Regions from separate parts of the Sus scrofa genome. Here regions 2 and 3 are each linked to region 1. Evidence: chromatin contacts called from public Hi-C and HiChIP or PLAC-seq data. All regions are on one chromosome and are shown on one strand. Each heading gives the region's core, a stretch centred on a gene start, on an enhancer-like site or on the middle of the called end of the contact. The rest is flanking DNA. Distances are from core to core; before and after follow the strand shown. Region 1 holds the start of RPS6KA3 (ribosomal protein S6 kinase alpha-3). Region 2 holds the start of EIF1AX (eukaryotic translation initiation factor 1A, X-linked). Region 3 has its middle 90 kb from the start of RPS6KA3.

Region 1 (3,003 bases), core at 276-2,775:
CTTTCTGCTGATTTTTCACCCAGGAGCCTCAAAAGACAGTGGAATGTGAGAATATCACTTAACATTATAGGACTTGTAGGATTACATAAAAGGCTCAGTGTTAAAGGAAAGTTCTAAAGCAGCACTGTCTTATAGAAATTTCTGGACAAGTAAGCCATGTATGTAAGTGTACATTTTATAGTAACCACATTAAAATAAAAAGAAACAGGAAATTAATTTTAGCAACGTATTTTATTTAACTCAATACATTGAAAATATCATTTCAATTTGTAGTCATTACAAAAATTACTAATAAGATACTTTACATTTTTTGGGGGTACTAAGTCTTTAAAATCTGGTGTGAATATTACACTTACAGCGTGTCTCAATAGCGACCAGCCAACTTTCACTGATCAAGAATCACTGTGTGGCTAGGGGCTAACATATTAGCTTGCACAGGTGATCTCTAGAGGCAGCTATTCTTTAAAGAACTAAGAATTTTCATTTCTTAAACAGGAAAAAAAAAAAAAGTAATCCTGCCCAGGGTAAAATCACCTTCTACATTCAAATAAATCTTTTGGTTGTCACCTAAGAAAAATCCCCCAGATTTCCCCAAATTCTCTCAGCCAGAAAGAGTGGCTGCACTGCTCTTGGATTTAATAAATGAATGAAATAAATTTTAAAAATATTGTTAACCAAAAGGAAAAAAAAAATCACTTTCTTTTCTTTTCGGCCAAAAGGAAGGAGAATAGTGTTTTCCCCAAATCAATTCACAAATACTTATCAAGTTGATTTTATCTGCAAGACAGCTGTGCTACTGGTAGTTTGGCCCATTATTAAGTTACTTTAATGCTTAATTCCTGCAATATGACCACTGTTCACATTACTTTTACAGATCAACTCACTGTTTTAAGTTATTTCTCTAGTTTTCAAGATAAAAAGAAATGAATAAAAGTTGATACTGAAATCAGCTTTTCAATATACAATTTGATTTACTTAAAAAAGGTTAGTTCACTCTTTGAGTGGAGTAATTAACGCTGGGCGGTGTTAGACACATAATAACTCTCTTTTCAACTATGTATGTTTTACTAAAGAAAGAATGTTAATTGGAATAATTGAGCATTGTTGGGGGGGTAACTTACCTTAAACTAACGAAATTGACCAACTTCTTTTCGCTGTAAGGAATGGTAATGTGGCTTTGCAATATAAATGTAAGATAAATGAGGCACTTTGTACATAAATGCAAAACAATACACAACTCCCTATCTTTTCCAACTTTGGCAAGCTGGTTTCACCGTCAAGAATTACAAAGACGGTGGCTGCCAAATTAGCTGAGTTTTGGGTCCAGATTGGATTTGCAGCACTTGAATCAGCATGTTGGGGGAGGTGACAGAATCACGAGCTCAGTCCTCCCCACCCCCACCCCACAGACCACGCTGAGCCTGCCCAGATGTTGCTCAACCCTGAGCTGTCCCCCTGAGTCCAAGGCTGCGGGAGAGGGCGCGCAGCGAGTATTTCCGGCCGCCTCCTCGGGCCGCCTGAACAGATGAAGCCTCTTCAGGTGGCCACGAGGCTCCCGGGCCTCCCGAGCCTGTGCCCAGGGGCGTGCCCGCAAAGGCAGGAGAAAGAGCCTAACACCTGGCTCTCTCTGGCCAGCGGGAAACCTTGCTCCGCCCGCGCAGACTGGCCGGCTAGGTGTGGAGCTCTAATCTCGTCCTCACACCTGCGTTAGGGAGGAAGGCGAGGGCTCTCCAGGTGTGTGGGTCCTGGGAGGATGAAAGAAAGCTGTTAAAAGGCGTGCACCGGGAGCGCAGCGGGGGACGCGCTGTGGTCGCGGGGCGTGGGAGGCTCGGGACGCCTGGGCCGAGGCCTGAGGGGATGGAGGCATTGGCCGGCCTGGAGGTTTCCCTTTACTTTTTTTCCGTCTCCTTGTAAGGCGGTTAGCCAATGGCTGCAGTAGCTTTCCACTCAGCCCGGCGACTTTTGTACATTTCTCCCCTGGCGCACTGAGCTCGCCACGGCACCTGGCGCGGGAAACAAGGGGTCGAACCTCCCCTCCCGCCCGAGCCACTCCAGTCGCCCAGGCCTCTTCCCTTGAGCTCTCCCTGTCCTCCTGCGCTCCGTCGCCGTCTGGGGCTTGGGTTTCCTTAACCTGGGGCTTCCCTATCTCGGGCAGGAGGAGTTAGAACCCCTCCCTCTCTCCCCTCCTCCACCCACCGCCAACCTGATTTTTAATCTAATCTTTTATTTAAAGTCAACAGAAGAGCAGGAACCCCGGGCTCCTGCCAACAAGATATTTTAAAATAATTCCCCGACCTCTGCCGAGAGGGGCAGCCTTAAAGAACCTCCTTGTTTTCTCCTTCATGAAGATTTAAGCAACGGGGAACGGGGGTGGGGGTGCGCTTCGAGGGTAGAGCCTGAAGCCCGAGGGTTCTGCGGCCTTGGAGGGGGAGGTGTCGACTCATGCAAGACCAACTAACTCCAAATATTAAAAATATAACACAAGAGCGTCAACTTGGAGAGCCTTGAATCAAAGGGAGAGCCGAACCCTCAGGCGACTACCAGGGCACGATGCCTTCAGTCTCCCAGTCCTGGGGGAGGGGGGGCGGGATGGTGAAGGGGCAGGTGAATGCCCATCGAATGACCCTGGAGAGGGCGGGTTCTGGGTCTTTACGGCATACGTCCATAGCCTTGGCGCGCCCACATGCACCCACGGAATAATCAGGACGAAAAGACAACCCCGTGCCCCCTCCCCGAGTCCTTGCGCCTCGCCCATCTCCTCCCTAGTTGGGCGGGGACCACTGTTCTCTACATCCCCGAGGAGCCTTCGATCTGCTAGGACGCAGGGCGCTTAGAAACTCCGAGCCTTTCGCACCTCCTCCCTTTCGCCTCTTTTCCCCCCACCTCCCGCCGACGCCCCCAGATCTCTACGGCTCAGCCTTTCCGAAAGTAGGCGAGGCCCAAAAGCTGAAGCTGGGGCGAGGAAGGAGGGAGAAGTGGAGTGCCGCGGCCGGGGGCGTGTCT
Region 2 (3,003 bases), core at 332-2,831, 130 kb after region 1:
GATCTTTCCATTTCCCTCTAAGAAGTTCGTCTGTCATTGGTTCATTTTCCTCAACTCTAATAATGTTTGGGGCTGTATAATGCTTTGTTTAGGGGTAGGGGGACTGTACTGTGCACTGGGGGATGTTTAGCAGAATCCCTGGCCTCTGCCCACTAGTGCCAACAGCTCATCCCTCCTTCCCCAGTTGTGACACCCAGAAATGTCTCCAGACACTGTCGTGTGTCCCTGTTAGAAAACCACTGTGTTTGACAACTGTATTTTGGTCACGTAGGTATGCCCATAGCCTTAGAAAATGTTAAAATATTCATGTGTTTAGAAAGACGATTTATTTATTTATTTATTTATTTATTTTATTTTCCCACTGTATAGCAAGGGGGTCAGGTTATCCTTACATGTATACATTGCAATTACAGTTTTTCCCCCACCCTTTCTTCTGTTGCAACATGAGTATCTAGACATAGTTCTCAATGCTATTCAGCAGGATCTCCTTGTAAATCTATTCTAGGTTGTGTCTGATAAGCCCAAGCTCCCGATCCCTCCCACTCCCTCCCCCTCCCGTCAGAAGAAAGATGATTTATTTAAATAAGCTTACCTAAAAGTGAAGCTATTCATCCTGCATAGTCAGCTGCATTAGTTTTCTGGGGCAACTGCAACGAAGTACCACAGACCCGGTGGCTTAAAGAACAAAAATTTATTTTTTCACAGTTCCGTAGGCTACAAATCTGAGATCAAGGTGTCAGCAGTGTTGGTTTCTTTTGAGGTCTCTCTCCTGGGCTTATAGGTAGCTGCCCACCTTGGTCACAGGTCTTCCCCTCTATGCCTGTGTCTAATCTCTATATATAAAGACACCAGTTAAAGGGCCTGCCTTAACTATCTCATTTCGATGAAATGATCTCTTTCAAGACCCTATCTCTAAATACAGTCACATGCTCTGAGGTATTGGAGGTTATGAATTCAACATAACAGATTTTAAGAGGATAAAATTCAGCTCCTAACACTGAGTTTGTCTTCTCCCCTCCCTTCCTCCCTATGTGTATTGATCACCTACTATGTGCCACACATTCTGCTAAATTCTGGTAATGGTAAGCAGTAGATGTTCTTTATTATTAGAGTAATAAGGTTTACAGTGAAGTAGGGAGGACAGATATTTATAACAATAACAAATGTACGCAAATATTACACTTTGGTAACGGGTATGATAGGAAAGCCGAGCCCTTCCTCTCAGACTCCCAACCAGACTGAGCGGATCAAAAGGCCCCTTTAAAACTGAGCTATGAGACTGCAGTTAATGAAACAGCAGCTCAAACCCAGACTCGCCGGCTTGCCACAAAGCAGCAGAAGTCTGGGGTCAGCCAGCAGCGGGCGCTACCTAAACCCGCCTTTACTGTGACGCCTGGGTCCCGCCCACTCCCTCCCAGATTCTGCTTTCACTCTGCTCACCGCCCCGCCCCTGTGAGCTAAATGCCGTGGAAGCTCCGGGAGCGCGTCTCCCTCCGCTCTAACAATAGGCATCAGTCAGCCACGCCTGCGCCGTAGGGCCTGGGGAGGTGGGCGGGCCCAGTTGGCGTTGGGAGGCGGGGAAAAGCGACGCAAGCAGCCGCGACGCCATTTGCTGCGGCCGAGCGTGGGCGCAGGCGGGTCTCGGAAGAACTCGGTCGCGAGACTCTCCCGCGCACGCGACCCGGTCTCCCGCGCCTGCCTGCTGCTGCGCTGTCCCACCCGTCGCCCCCCGGAGGAGTCGCCAACACCTCCCCGATAGGAGTCAGCGAGGTCGCGAGGCCGCAGTCACCGCCATGCCCAAGAATAAAGGTAATGCCGCCTGGACCCCGGGAGCACGACTCCGCTCGGCTCGGTCTCCACGGCTCTGCCCCCGGCCTCCGGGTCGCCTAGGCCGCCGTGACCTTCCTCTCCGCCCTGCGTGCACGCAGCTGGTTGATCCGGACGCGATTCTGGGCTCTGGATAGGAGCTGGGAAGTTACTCCTGCCCTCCAGTTTGGTCACATTGGGGTGGAGCCGACGCCATTTTTGTAGGGCCTCCTGCGGGAGAACGTGTGCTTTTGCTCCGGATTGGCGCCACACTGACCCTGGCACTAAAAAGAGCTGTGGGGAGAGCCCCCACGGGCGGCCTGGGCTTCTCTGACGGGCGCTTCTGGCCTTTCCGGCAGTTCTTAACTTTGAGAGGGTGATGCCTGCTTTAAGTGGCCATCAGGTACGCCAGCATGGGTGTCTTTATGAACAGTTGTTGGGTATTATTGAGACTACTCCCTCTCCCTTGTAAATAGTGGACGAAACCTTGATTCATTAAGGTTCATCCCTAAAGATTTACTCTTCTCCATCCTTTTACGCGGTTTAACGCCCCCCCCCCCAAGAACACTTGTTCCATATTTAGCCAAGTTTTCTCCTTTTGCTCTAGATCAGTATATGTTGGGATGGGAGTAAAGACCTTTAAGTTCCTTCCATTCTTAGGCTAAACATTCAGAAATGCTCAGATTTGAGGATAAGTTTATTTGGAATTTCCAAAATGGAAGGCCTAATCTGGGTCAAAACAGAACAGTCCTAAAGAAATTGTCCTTTTAAGTATTCTTAGAATTTCTCAAAGGAAATTGTGGAAGTAGAAACAGGGAGAACATTGTAATTCCTACAGAAGTGTTGTCCTTCACAACCCACAAGTTTCCTTTGATTATTCATCTTTTTTTTTTTTTTTTATTATTATTTTCCCACTGTACAGCAAGGGGGTCAGGTCATCCTTAGATGTATACATTGCAGTTACAGTTTTTTCCCCCTGGTTATTCATCTTTGAGACCCCTGCCCTTGACCAGGCCTTCTCTGTTCTCTTTTCTACTTCACAGTTGGGTCCAGGGATTCTACCTCATTTCCTCTTTGTGGCTGTCACTACTCTTTTTATCCCTTGGGGCATTCGGTTGCAGTTGTGTGCAGGGTTCAGCGCAGTTCCCTCAGGACACTCCCCCACCTTGCTGCCCTCAGAAATCTTACTTTTCAGGG
Region 3 (3,003 bases), core at 279-2,778, 90 kb before region 1:
AGTGTAAAATGTTGGTTGTAACAGTTTAGCTCCTAGTAAGAGAGGGCGCACATCATAGTCTTGAGATCCCTAATTAAAGCAAATGCAGCCCTGAGTTCTGAGAGCTCCATGGTGTCAGGAACTGGAGCTTCATCAACATACCTTAAAATGCATAGGATTTCTTTAAACTGGGAACGCTTTATAGTTCTAAAGTATGTATATTGTTCACTCATCCACTCAATAAATATTTTTCTGCATATTTGGTTCTAGGCTTTATTAGCATAATGTCGGCATTTTAAGAGAGATGAGTTTGTCGTGATTTTAGCAAAAAAGAACACGTTTTTCCTAAGGTTTATGTTGTGACTTGGTCCACACGGTGTTCAAGCCCAGCATGTCCGCGAATATAATCCCACCCACAACCTTTCTGGGGAATGTAATTCACTCCTCCTCGCCCTTGCAGCCGGGAAAGATTTCAGAGTATCCTTTTACACTTATGTGGAACTGCCTACCGAGATATTTTTATCGTATCCTCAAAACCACTCATCTCCTTTTCATTTGCCTTTTATACTTGTAATAGCTTCGACTCTTTCCTCTTTCTGAAAACAAGGAAGTTCCCTTGATATTTGTGTATTTATTTTGCTAGGAAACAAATTGGAATTAAGCCCACGTTTCTATTCAGTGTCAATAGACCTCAGAGAGAGACCAGTTTCCCCCTCGGTTCAGGCCTCTTGGTCAAATTTACTCAGCTTCTCGATCAGCGATCCATCCCCGTCACCAGCACTGGGCTTCTCCGGAGAATAAATAACCTCGGCCGGGAGCTGCGTGACTAATCGTGTTTGCCCAGCCCTCACCATTCCCTCATTAAACAGCTTTTAAAATTCAACTTCCTCTGTCTACCCGTGAGTAACCAAAATACAAGGGGAGTCTCCATCCCAAACTCCAGCCTGAAACAGCGGCTTCCCCTTGGCCCCTTCCCCGGTCCGGTCCACACGGGCACACAGGCAGGATGATGTGCAACCTGGTGCAGGCAGCATTTGCCCAACTGGACAGACCCCCTTGGGTCTGTCCCCATAAGGAGTATCTACAGTCAAATGCAAGCCCTCAACCAGCCAGTATGGAGCAAAGTGAAGGAGTTTTATGCTTGCAAAAATGATGAGATGAGGCACCTAGAGACAGAAAACAGAATGCTGGTTGCCAGGGGCCGGGGGCAAAGGGGACCCGGGAGTTCCGGTGCAAGGGGGACAGAGTTTCAGCTTGGGAAGATGAAAACGTTCTGGAGATGGATGCTAGTGGCGGCTGCATAGCCATGCGAGTGTACTTTATGCCACAAAACTGTGCACTTAAAAGTGGTTAAAATGGTAAATATTTGTGAGGTAGATTGGACAACATTTTTTTTTTTGATCAACCAAGTCGATAGGAGGTAAAAAAAAAAAAAAAAAAAAAAAAAGGAAAAAACAGCCTCATTTCACTCCTGTAATCCAAACCCTCTTATCTAGATGCTGCCTCTTCACATTCCAGATGGGTGAGCTCTTAGATTTTCAGAGTTCCACACCAGGTCACCTGGTGAAAGGGAGCTGTGAGGAAAGGGAGAGAAGGAAGAGTTCGATGCCCACGCCACCCGTGAGACCCTGAAAGGCCACTGCACAGAAAGTGCACTTGGGCTCCAAAATTCCCGCAGGCTCACTTTCCCACCCTAGGCTTCCCGAGTCCTTCTTAGGCAGCTGGCCTTGGTCCTTTCCTTCACCTTGTTTCAGGGTGAGCACCTCCCGCCCCACCTTCAACAGAGTTGATTCTCTTTGCCCACCAGCTTCACAGACACCGCCACCCTGAGTGAAGCTCATAGTTTTCCCCCTCGGCCCGTCCAGCCCCTTGGGGTCCCGTCCCTAGTGTGCCCTCCCTGAGCCCAAATAGCAGGGAAGCGGATGGGACAGGAAAATAGCACTGGGCATTCAAGTCTGCGTTTTTCTGAGCCTTCGCCCCAATTCCTAAGTAAAATTCCTAAAGTAAAAAATGGAATTTTTGCTGGAAGAATTTTTAAGTCAAGCAAATCTGCCACATTCCTTAAACGACAGCTGCGGTAAGTACAGCTACTGTGTTGTTATGCAACATTCAGCCAATATTGGCAAAACCGAGCACATGGATAAAACATGAAATGCTTTCCCTGTTTTCCATGTTTTGCCACAAAATTCTGTTCAGAAAAGTCTGTGACTCTTCACTGTCTGTCATTTCTGTGGGCTCCTCCGGAAATTTAGAAAGTGCCCTTCCAGTTAAAGCTCCTGCCCAGGGTAATGGAAGTAACCTCTCTGGCCTTAGGTAACACATTCCTTTCTTACCTGAATTAATGTGTACCTACATATGCTAAAGCAGCAACAATTCCTATTTTTATTTTGCACTTTCATGGGGTGATATACAGGACTGAGGATTTTTGAATCCTAATTGCTGAGACAGCGAAGACCCACTAGTCTGTTATAAAGACCAAATTCTTCCCTTCCGTCAACATTTGACAGCTTCCCTGCTCTGTGGAAACAGTATTGATAACACTTCTCAGTATTTGCCATCTGTGTAGGTGTAACATTGGTGGAAATTAAGAGTAAGGTGTTAAAGGGAACTAAAAAAACAAATTTTGAACCCGAAATGGCAGTTTATGCCATTGAAATCTGATATGTCAAAAAAGAGAGAAAGCGCTCCGAAATCTATTCGTACTATCGCAAGCATAGCTCTTACTTAGGCTTTCCTCGGCAGTTAGTAAAACAAACTGTTTTGTTTCTAAGAAATCGATTTGGAAAATATTTAGCACACCTCCTTCCTTCTGGTGAAAGAAAAACTAGTAATGAGAGTTGAAAAGATTTGTCAGATTAAAAACAAAATATCTACAATGCCAAGCCAAAATATTTTCCAAAGCCAGGTTCTAAAAAGTGAACTGCATCTTTCAAAATCCCCAAGGATGATTCCAGATTGAATTTCATAAAAATGAGTACCATTTTGGCAAAAAAATGTTTATTCAACAAAAAGATTGCCAAACCC

What was found. A called contact is a pair of places that touch in the nucleus more often than the background predicts. HiChIP or PLAC-seq counts read pairs in DNA pulled down with a chosen protein or histone mark.
Region 2: a contact with region 1 is called in a Hi-C map of skeletal muscle, with 4 times the contacts expected there. The contact joins the promoter of EIF1AX here to the promoter of RPS6KA3 in region 1. A contact is called at or near these places in 1 of 5 promoter capture datasets (liver), 4 of 47 Hi-C or Micro-C datasets (heart right ventricle, retroperitoneal adipose tissue and skeletal muscle) and 1 of 2 datasets of contacts at active chromatin or transcription factors (alveolar macrophages).
Region 3: a contact with region 1 is called in an H3K27ac HiChIP or PLAC-seq map of alveolar macrophages. The contact joins the enhancer-like site here to the promoter of RPS6KA3 in region 1. A contact is called at or near these places in 2 of 5 promoter capture datasets (fetal liver and liver), 4 of 47 Hi-C or Micro-C datasets (alveolar macrophages, psoas muscle and skeletal muscle) and 2 of 2 datasets of contacts at active chromatin or transcription factors (alveolar macrophages and skeletal muscle).

The regions. Positions count from the first base shown.
Region 1 is chrX:16,575,376-16,578,378 of Sscrofa11.1, reverse strand. It overlaps RPS6KA3 (ribosomal protein S6 kinase alpha-3), which reads left to right and starts at 1,525. Exons shown (of 24, transcript XM_021080348.1): 1 at 1,525-1,734.
Region 2 is chrX:16,448,159-16,451,161 of Sscrofa11.1, reverse strand. It overlaps EIF1AX (eukaryotic translation initiation factor 1A, X-linked), which reads left to right and starts at 1,581. Exons shown (of 7, transcript NM_001243218.1): 1 at 1,581-1,809. The coding sequence starts at 1,794.
Region 3 is chrX:16,665,811-16,668,813 of Sscrofa11.1, reverse strand. No RefSeq gene overlaps it. Among named protein-coding and RNA genes, the nearest start is that of RPS6KA3, 90 kb to the right of the region's middle. Within about 2 kb of position 1,528, at least 5 of the 83 cell types and tissues checked have an H3K27ac peak or open chromatin away from gene starts, as enhancers often do. A contact at or near this core is called in alveolar macrophages, fetal liver and skeletal muscle, where this site is marked.